Regions from separate parts of the Capra hircus genome. Here region 1 is linked to region 2. A link is a contact called in public Hi-C data. All regions are on one chromosome and are shown on one strand. The core of a region is the stretch at or near the end of the contact, and the rest is flanking DNA. Distances in the headings are between cores, read along the strand shown.

Region 1 (5,205 bases), core at 1,844-4,343, 440 kb after region 2:
TGATGGACAGGGACACCTGGTGTGCTGCAGTCCATGGGGTCACAAAGAGTTGGACATGACTGAGTGACTGAACTGAACTGGTGGTGTTTTGCAACTATTATTACATAGTTTCATTAATGAAGTGAAGTTAAAGTTACTCAGTCATGTCTGACTCTTTGCAACCCCATGGACAATACAGTCCATGGAATTCTCCAGGCCAGAATACTGAGTTAGGCAGCCTTTCCCTTCTCCAGGGGATCTTTCCAACCCAGGGATCGAACCCAGGTCTCTTGCATTGCAGGCAGATTCTTTACCAGTAGAGCCACAAGAGAAGCCCAATTTCATTAATAGCATTCCTTATTTTCACCCTAAATCCTTCCTAAATATGTAGCTGCTCTGAGTGACATTTTTATATGTTAGCTGTTTGTGTGTGAACAACAAAGAAGTGAGCATGGAAAGTTGGAAACAATTTTTAAAATGCCCTTTATAACAGTCATCAGAATTTCCTCACTTAACAGACCTTATAGGAGTCACTCTAAACTGGGGATGTTCAGGTCTAAAGAACTCTGTAGAAGAGTGACAAGCACAATGATTTTAGATTCTACTCAAATCAAGGCAGTGATACTCTAGAATGTTTTGTAAATATGTTACAGGTGGCCTCCTTGTTAGTCTCCACAGGACCCAAGTAACAACCTGAGGCTATTACTGTTCTTAGAGCTTATTTCTTCTTAAGCCATCTTTCTAAAGTTAAAATGAGCCAACATTTTGCTGCTCAGATCTTGCCTGAAAAGAGAAAAGCTGATAATTTTTCCAATCAGTATATACATTGTGCATACAGGAATTATATAACCACATAGTTATAAATAATTGAGAAAAAGAGTGTTTAAAATCCTTTAAAATTATGCAGTCAAGAAAAAGAAAAGGCAACAATCATTGTGTACAGCTATTTCTGTTACTGGTCCAACTTTAGACCCTTTTAATAGCTTTTTAAAGGATGAAGCGACTTAGCGCACAATAGCTTTTAAAGATTGCTACGTATTTTTATACACACTGAAAGTGTTAGCCTCTCAATCATGTCCGACTCTGTGACCCCATGGATTGTAGCCTGCCAGGCTCCTCTGTCCATGGGACTCTCCAGGCAAGAATACTGCAGTGGTTTCCATCCCCTTCTCCAGGGGATCTTTCCAACCCAGGGATCAAATCCATGTCTCTTACATCTCCTGCACTGGCAGACAGGTTCTTTACATTAGTGCCACCTGGGAAGCCCCTGATATATACACTGCAGCAGCTGCTGCTGCTAAGTCTCTTCAGTCGTGTCCAACTCTGTGCGACCTCATAGACGGCAGCCCGCCAGGCTCGTCCGTCCCTGGGATTCTCCAGGCAAGAATACTGGAGTGGGTTGCCATTTCCTTCTCCAATGCATAAAAGTGAAGGTGAAGTCGCTCAGTCGTGTCCGACTCCTAGGGACCCCATGGACTGCAGCCTACCAGGTTCCTCCGTCCATGGGATTTTTCAGGCAATAGTACTAGAGTGGGTTGCCATTGCCTGCTCTAATATATACACTACCATGTGTAAATTAGCTAGTGGGAAGCTGCTGTATAGCAGAGGGAGCTGAGCTCAGTGCTCTCTGATGACCTAGAGGAATGGGATGGGGGCTCAAGAGGGAGAGGATATACGTTTGTTAGTTGCTCAGTCATGCCCAACTCTTTGCGACCCCATAGACTGTAGCCTGCCAGACTCCTCTGTCCATAGAATTCTCCAGGCAAAATACTGGTGTGCATAGCCATTCTCTTCTCTAGGAGATCTTCCCAACCCAGGGATTGAACCCGTGTCTCCTGCATTGCGGGCAGATTCTTTACCGTCTGAGTCAGGAGGGAAGACCAGCTATATATACATACAGATACATATAGCTGATCCACTTTGTTGTACAGCAGAAACTAACACAACTTTGTAAAGGAATTATATTCTAATATAAAAGGTTACTATATGTTTAAATATTACTGTATGCATGAATAAATGCCTTTATATTTTCTCTGCAAGTCAAATCTAAGCATATTATAATCTAGAGCTTACATTACACTGTAAACTGACCTTCTATTTCCTCTATTTTCATTTGAAATAGGTCTTTTCCAGCCACAGGTTGCCCTTTTTATTTTCCTATGGTGATACTAGATACTTTCTGCTAAGGCAGTATACCCTTCCAATAACTTCCTTATACTATGTCTTCTCTAAAAGGATCTTTTTTTTTTTCATTACAATCTATTATGTTATTGACTAGGTACTGTGGCAAAGTCATTCAGAGGGATATCTGTCCTCCATTTTCCATATATACACCACCTCCTTAATAATTTCTACACACATTAACGGGATAGCTTTCTAAAAGAATAAAGCATGTGATGAAGTGCTATTTATTTAACACTCATTATGTATACAGTATATGGGGTCTACAAAACAAATACAGAAAATAAAGACAGTTTTGTCCTTCCTTTATACCTTTATAAGGGAAGAGACATTTACTTTAAAAGCTATAATGACTGGCCAGATGTAAAGAATATCTTAAGAGAAATGTCAATAACATGCTATAGAATTCAGGGGAGAAAAAGTTTACCTAAGATTAGGGAATCTATTAATTTAGTACTGAAAAATGATGATTCTGATTGACCTTGAGGGAGAGGAGGGGGATAACGTAAGAAAGAAAAGACAAAAAACACCAGCATGTATGAGAATCAGTAAATGTTGGAGTTTGGCTGGAATATAAGAAAGGGAGGGGCGGCTGGGAGCTTGAGAAGGTTAAGTCTCCAAGAGGCCTGAAGACCAGGCTTAAACTCTAACTCTGTTCACTAAGCAATAGAGGCTTCCCCAGGGCTGTGACAAAATAAAGTCAGGAAGAGTAAACAAAGCTTAGTTTCTTCTTTTAAATTATTTTCTTAAAGCTTAGTTTCTTTTGTCGTGTTTGTTTTGGAGGACTGGATAGGCGGGAAGGGGGGAAATTCCATGTTTACTTCAGGCATCAGAAATCAGCACATTTACTGGGAGTGAAAGAAAGGCAGCAGACTGAATGGCTGTGGAGTGAGCCTCAGGACACCAGGGGCGCTATTCGAAGTTGTTTCCGAATATCCAAAACTCTTAGGTGGGGAGTTAAGTGAGACTTCTCCGTGTTCGGTTCTTTCAGAGCCACACGATTCACGGCCTCTATTTACAACCAAAGCCTATGGTTGCCATGAAATCCCCTTTTTATCTCTAAAGACTGCTAAGTGTTTCCAATATATTTAATTCAGGAATTAAACCTTTGTTTCCCAGAGCTAGGCATCCCACTCGGCAGCATGAGGGGGTCTTGGAATTTTTTAAATTAATTTATTCTAATTGAAGGCTAATTACAATACTGTGGTGGTTTTGGCCACACACTGCCATGCACCAGCCACGGGCGTGCACGTGTCCCCGCTGTTGGTGCCCGTTTCTAACCTCCGTTCACAACGCCCTCAGTACTAGGATCCCCACGGCTGGTGCTATGAGGCCCCCTAGTGCTCATAATGCACACAGTGACTTCAGAAACACCTCCAGATTAACCGGAATCAATCAGCAGCCCAGGAAAACAATCTCATCTCAAGGAACCAAAACGACACCGACGAGACATAAAAGATTCTGTTTTAGTGAAGCCATCTTGAATTATGATGCGTCAACTTTCAGAACACAGGCCTAGAAAAGTCTAAGCAATATTTGATAATAAAACTATTTTTCAAAATTATGATCTATACTATCATTATATTTCACTTTTTATTTCATGACTTAAACACTATTTATTGTCTATAACACTCAAAATATTAAAATTTTTAGAGAACAACACATTTTGATCAAGTCTTTTGTAAGGAGAGTTTACCACTTGTATAATTTTTAGAAATAAATTTTAAAAGTGAGATTTTCCTCAAAAACCGATTTATCATATGAAGTATCCAAATATTTAGTCTGTCTCATTATAACAACTGTCGTATTTATAGGAACATTCTTCAATGGCTTTAACTGGGGAGACACCCTGGTGTTTGGCGGGCAGCTGAGAAATGTGTTACAAATTACTTCACAGTAGTTTGAGTACTCAAGGGTGCAAATACTATACCTTTATCTAGTATGGGAACAAGATCTTATATTTGGGTCCTTGATCATTTATTATCTTCTACCTTACAACACACAGACACATCTTATCTTCCAAAAGAGAATTTTCCTTGAATATACATCATCTTAATGAGTATTGCTTTTTTATATCACTCACTAAATAATGTAAGGTAATTTTATATACTAAATGAAGCTTCTCTTGATATCTCCAAAGGTAGCAGAAAATCACTGCCTTGGTTAGGCTAAAGCTCTTTCTTTAGTTCAAAAACATTTATCTGAGATTCTGACTTCTTCAAACCAAATGTACTTTTAGACTTATTCTAAAGTAAACCATAAATCTGTCTAGAATCCACGAAAATATATGAGGATATGTGAATATATGTTTGTTTCTGGCTTGGCTGATAAACTACCTTTCTCTCTCTTTTTGTATTACTGTGGGTTTATATTTTCTTTTAATTTTTTAAAAAATTTGGCATCTAAAAAAATGAAACTACAATCAACTTTTATCACTAAATGTATGTTCACAAATCATATACATTTACATTGACAATAGCTCCGGAGTGTAAATTTGCATTAAAACAATTCATCAGATTCTATAAATACCCAATAACTATTATCAGGAATTGCATATATAAGATGACTTCAAATTCCCACAACACTCGGGCTAATTTTCATGGTGATTTTTCAGCTGCTATTATGAATTGCCACACTGGTTTCTGATATGGGGGAAAATCACTAAATTTCAAGCACAACCTTATGCTCTGTGACAACAGTGCAACATGTTTCAGAATCCTGTGGGTTGATGCTCAGTGCTACATATTCAGAGGAGAGAATTCAAAGACTATGATAGACTTGCATTCAACCTTCCTACAAACAGTGGGTAATACACATAACCTCTATGACCCTCAGTTTTCTCATCTGAAATCAGAGATGATATTCCTTATCTTTTAGAGTGTTAGATTCTTTATGAAGAGAAGAAGGATGTGAGAACCACAACACATAGTAGGTGTACAGCAAGTAGCAGTGATTGTTCTAATGAGCCTCAACCACAGTTCCAACACAGATGAAGGCCACTGTGAGTCATGATATTGCTGCAACATATTTATTTAAAGAGACTCT
Region 2 (5,212 bases), core at 1,238-3,737:
GACAAGTGAAACTAACCATCCTAACGCAGTCTCCTTTCCCCCTTTCCTTGTTGGAAGGCTTGGATGCTAGTTAAACCCTCATTAGGCAGTCTCAGCATCTGCTTGAAAACCTCTTCTCTTGGGATCCTCCTTGTTATGTTCGTTTTTTGTTCTCATTGCGTCCGGGACCAATCAGTTCTCTCTGTGAATAAAACCAGCGAGAAAACTTACTTTGTATGTTTCAAAGCATACAGGGCACAGAGAATGCTGGCTGGGCTGAGGTGTGTTAATTCATCAACAGGGAGGAAAAAAAAAAACTCTTGTCAATATTTGCAGAGAAGAGACGTCTTCACAAAGTAGAAAGGCCACATTATGGAAATGGAATGTTTTGTGCAGAGAGAAGTTTTAGAATCAGAGAAGGTCAGTGCAGAGGCTCAGAGGGCGGAGTACTTGTACATAAGAATACGGCAAAGACCAGTCTACTGACTGAGAAATAAAATGAGACTTTGTAACCTAGCCCTCCCCATGGCCCCAGAGTCCCATGTGAGGAAACAGCAGGCATTTCCCAGGGATGGTTTTGTGGAAAGATCTAGATGTTTATGCCAGAAGGAGCTCGGGGAGAACCACCACTGTGAATCACCACAGTGTCCTGTGTTCTGAAATGGATGGGCTGCTTTGTCCCTTTTCAGTCAAAAAGGATTTAAGGGCGGGTGGCTGAACCAGTAGCTTCTATTTTTTAAAATGGAGTTTAAAAATATTTATTTGCTTGTTTGGCTGTGCTGGGTCTTAGTTGTTACACACGGGATTTTTAGTTGAGGCACGCAAACTCTTAGTGGCAGCTTGTGGAACTCCTTGCATTGGGAGTGTGGAATCTGAGCCACTGGAACCACCAGGGAAGTCCCAATAGCTTCTTAAATTTTGGACAAGCTATGTTCAAATCCTAGCTTACTGTTTGCTGTGTGACTTTGGGCTTGTCATTTAACCTCTCTGGGCCTCAATCACCTCAGCTATGAAACGAGGTGGAAACATCAGTACCTCCCTCATGTGGCTGTTTCGAGGACTAGATCAGTTAACCTGTCCGTAGGGTACTGACAGGGCTTCCCTGGTGGCTCAGACAGCAAAACGTCTGTCTGCAGTGCGGGAGACCGGGTTCTATCCCTGGGTTGGGAAGATCCCCTGGAGAAGGCAATGGCAGCCCGCTCCAGTACTCTTGCCTGGAAAATCCCATGGATGGAGGAGCCTGGTGGGCTACAGTCCATGGGGTCACAAAGAGTAGGACACGACTGAGTGACTTTAATTTTCTTTCAGGGTACTGACAGGGGCTTCCCAGATGGCGCTAGTGGTAAAGAATCCACCTGCCAATGCAGGAGATAGAAAAGATGTGGGTTCAATCTTTGGGTCAGTAAGATCCCTTGGAGAAGGAAATGGCACCCCATTCCGGTATCCTTGCCTGGAATAAATTGCATGGACAGAGGAGCCTGGTGGGCTGTGGTCCACAGGGTCTCACAGAGTTGCATCTGACTGACCACACACACAGAGGATGCTGACAACAGAGCTGGCCTTAGAAAGTACTCCAGTGATGATGCCGATCAGTCTGTCAGTCATGCCTGACTCTGCAGCCCCATGGACTGCAGGACGCCAGGCTTCCCTGTCCTTCACTATCTCTGGGAGTTTGCTCAAACTCATGCCCGTTTTCAGTGATGCCATCTGACCCGCTCATCCTCTGTCTCCCCCTTCTCCTGTACTCAATCTTCCCCAGCATCAGGGGCTTTTCCGATGAGTCAGGTCTTCACATCAGGTGGCCGCTGGTGTTAGTGATCATTATTGTTCATAAACCATCAGCAGGCTCAGATCTGGCTGTCAGGAGACACTGGCCTTTTCCCAGCCATGCTTGTGAATGTCTTGTGTGATCAGTCAAATGAAATGTTTTCTCTTTGGTAACCGGAGCAGTGGTTTTGCAAGCAACTGTGCATCCTGAAGAAGGAGGGCACGAGAGACGGGGGTGACCATGTGCTGATACATGGCATAGCACAGAGGCTAGGAATTCACACTTTGCCATCAGACACGTTGCGGTTTGAACTTGGTCACTGCTACTCACCAGGGCGATCCTGGAGAAGTTATCTACCCTCAAGTGTAAAGGAAAGTTGGTAAATGCTCCTGGCTCAGAGAGCTGCTCAGAGACTCAGCAGGACAATGATGAAGAAAAGTTCTTGGTACACAGTAAGGCTTGAGTAAGTGAATTTAGTGATGATAATTCAGTCAAAAGCAGCCCGTGGCTGAGGGACTGGCCTCCTGATTATCGACCCTGTAACCCGTCATCCCACCAAACGGCAGACTCAGACCAACCGCAGGGTCAGTGTTTTACTCCGGTCCTGACTTTGGGTGACATGCTGCCATTTTCCTTCCCGAACCACTTCCGGTCACCCCTCAGCCTGCTGACGGGGTCCCAGAGCCCTGGAGAGCCAGTCCCAGGGGGCAGGCTTTGAGAGGGGCTGGGTGTCAGGAGCGGGTCTTGGGGGGAGACGGGGGCTGGAAGCAGGAGACTGGACCACCTCCCCCCTGCCGCTGGAGCCCCCACTCCTGCTTCCATGCCACGCGGGGGTGGGCAGGGGCCCCAGCTGCAGTTGCAGCCTTCCCTCTGTTAGGAGAGGAGTGAGTTGCCCGATGCGGGGGGCTGGAGAGAGGCACTGAGCACGCTCAGCATGTCCTCTCCCCTTTGAGAGCAGCCTGTCCCCGGAAGAATACTTCCTGCCCATACTGCAGCCCACTCCCCAGTGGTTTAGAGAGGCAGGACCCTGGTGGGAGTGGTGGCAGGGAAAGGCCTGCAGAGGCCCAGACCCGCCCTGTGACGGGCTGCAAGTTCATGCCCCAGTGGCCTCTCAGGCACCTTGCACATGGTCCCTGATCTCCTGCCCCGTGGCTCCTGTAGGGATGAGCTGCTGTGTATGGAATATTACTCAGACAGAAAAAGGAACACAAGTCAGAAAACTATTACAGAATAGACTGTTCGGCCTTTGGGACAGAGACTGTCTGTTTGTTCACTTACCCTCTGGGCCTAAGGTTATAGGTATCTAATAAACCTATATTGAATAAATAACAGAAAATTATGTAGTTGGTCTGTGAATATACCACCTGTACCAAGATGTTTGTGGCAGCATTATTTATCAATGTAATAGTGAAAAATGATTTTTTATAGTCTGGTGAGAAGTTTGTGGTATTGAATATGATGCTGCTGCTGCTAAGTTGCTTCAGTCGTGTCTGACTCTGTGCGACCCCATAGACGGCAGCCCATCAGGCTCCCCCATCCCTGGGATTCTCCAGGCAAGAGCACTGGAGTGGGTTGCCATTTCCTTCTCCAATGCGTGAAAGTGAAGTCGCTCAGTCGTGTCCGACTCTTAGCGATCCCATGGACTGCAGCCCACCAGGCTCCTCCATCCATGGGATTTTCCAGGTAAGAGTACTGAAGTGGGGTGCCATTGCCTTCTCCGGAATATGATGAAATGGATGCTATTATTAGAATCAAGGTGAGGACTATAAAAAACCATTAGAAACTGTTATGGAATATAAAGAAAAAGGGTATAAATGAAATCTAATAATACTGTGATTAAAACTATAAACATGGAAATTTGTATGGATTAAGATTGGAAGGCATGTTTAGAAATAAAGCTATTATTGTGTAAAGTCAGTGGGCTTATGAGCAATGAAGAAACACTTTTGATAAAGTTTTATAGTGGATTCTGGAATATTTTCTAAAAATCTTTTAAAGAAATCCTGGCAGTACTTTCTAAACAGATGAGCCAGTTGTTTGCTGTTTTCCAGGGTCTGTTTGGTGAGCTGTGAAAGGTCCCATTGGATGGGGGGGCTTCTGAAAATTTCCATCTCTGCACGTCCTGGTGCAGAGCAGTTAGGACCTGACAAAGTTATTCTTGGCAAACATGATCTGTCTGAGTTCTCGGCACAAAGAGCCTCCAGCAGCTGAGGTGCTAGAATCTGTGCTGGTAAAACCTGGTCCAGATGGAGATCTAACAGAGGGCTTTTCAGGCTTTTATTTCCAAGTCTGTTCCTCCTCCTCTTCCTCTTCTCTCTTTTCGATTTTGGTAAACAACCCAGGGGTGTATCCTCACTCTTCCAGGTCCATGTGGTTGGAACATGGGGAAGGATGGCTTCTCCTGATTCCTCCCCTACCCTGCTCTGTCCCAGCCCAGCCCAGACCTGTGTCCTCCCCCCACCCCAGCCACGGGGCTGCCCTCATCCGCCCCTCCCGCCCTGGCACCCGCCTGTGGTCTCCCAGAGGACCCCAGCCCTCTGTGCCTGCTCTCACACCTCCTACCGGTGGGCCACCCATGTCCTTAATGCCACAGCTCGATTCTGTTGGACCTGCTGGTGTCTTGCCCAGGCACTTGGGGAAACTTACTTCTGTAACTGCAGCTTCGCACTATCCTGGACCTCATTTGCAGCAACCGCACCCTGAGACACTGAAATAGGTCTCTGAGGAGGTCCAGGTGGGGCCGGCCTGGGCACTGCCCCACACAGCCAGGGCGCCAGGGCACAGAGGGCCCCAGCGTCACCAGGTTGGGCAGAAGCCAAGTGAGGCCACTGGGAGCAATTCCACCGTGGCTCCTGGTGGGCCCTTCCTTCTCCCCAAATTTCTGGGCCTTCCACTGAGGTGAGTTAGAGTAGACTCCTGCAGGTCAGCTTTGGGGGCTGACAGACGCCTGGCATCACAGGACAAGCAAAGACTTTCATTTCCCTTTTATTTCCCAGTGCCGCCGTTTACTTGGGCAAGTTTGTATGTGTGATATTTTTTTTTTTTTTTTTTTTTTTGCTGTGTGGCATGTGGAACTCTCCCAACCAGGGATCAAACCCACAACCCCTGCATGGAAGCATGGAGTTTTGACCACTGGACCGCCGGAGAAGTCTCCCTAGGCAAGTTGAATAACTGCTGTCACCTAGTCAGCGCTAGCTGGGTATATGCTGAGAGTTTTGTTTGCTCAGTTCTCTGCAGTCTTCGCCACAGCTCTGTGCTCTTCAGAGATGAGGCCCAGAAAGGGCAAGCTACTGGCCCAGGGACACCCAGCTTGCAGTTGGTGAAGCCAGGATCCAAACCCAGATGGACTTTCCTCCCAAGCTGCTGACTCCATCCTCACCCTGCCTTCCCTCCTCTTGTCCTGTTAAGCCAGTTTCCCTCACAAAGCAGCAGAAAGACTGCAGACCATGGTTCTTTCTCCAAAAA

Evidence for each region. A called contact is a pair of places that touch in the nucleus more often than the background predicts.
Region 1: a contact with region 2 is called in a Hi-C map of blood, with 6 times the contacts expected there. The contact joins two enhancer-like sites. A contact is called at or near these places in 2 of 5 Hi-C or Micro-C datasets (both in blood).

Annotation. Positions count from the first base shown.
Region 1 is chr5:67,104,033-67,109,237 of ARS1.2, forward strand. The region is part of intron 6 of SLC41A2 (solute carrier family 41 member 2); the gene reads right to left. Among named protein-coding and RNA genes, the nearest start is that of SLC41A2, 95 kb to the right of the region's middle. Within about 2 kb of position 3,094, at least 1 of the 5 cell types and tissues checked has an H3K27ac peak or open chromatin away from gene starts, as enhancers often do.
Region 2 is chr5:66,665,709-66,670,920 of ARS1.2, forward strand. No RefSeq gene overlaps it. Among named protein-coding and RNA genes, the nearest start is that of EID3, 60 kb to the left of the region's middle. Within about 2 kb of position 2,488, at least 1 of the 5 cell types and tissues checked has an H3K27ac peak or open chromatin away from gene starts, as enhancers often do.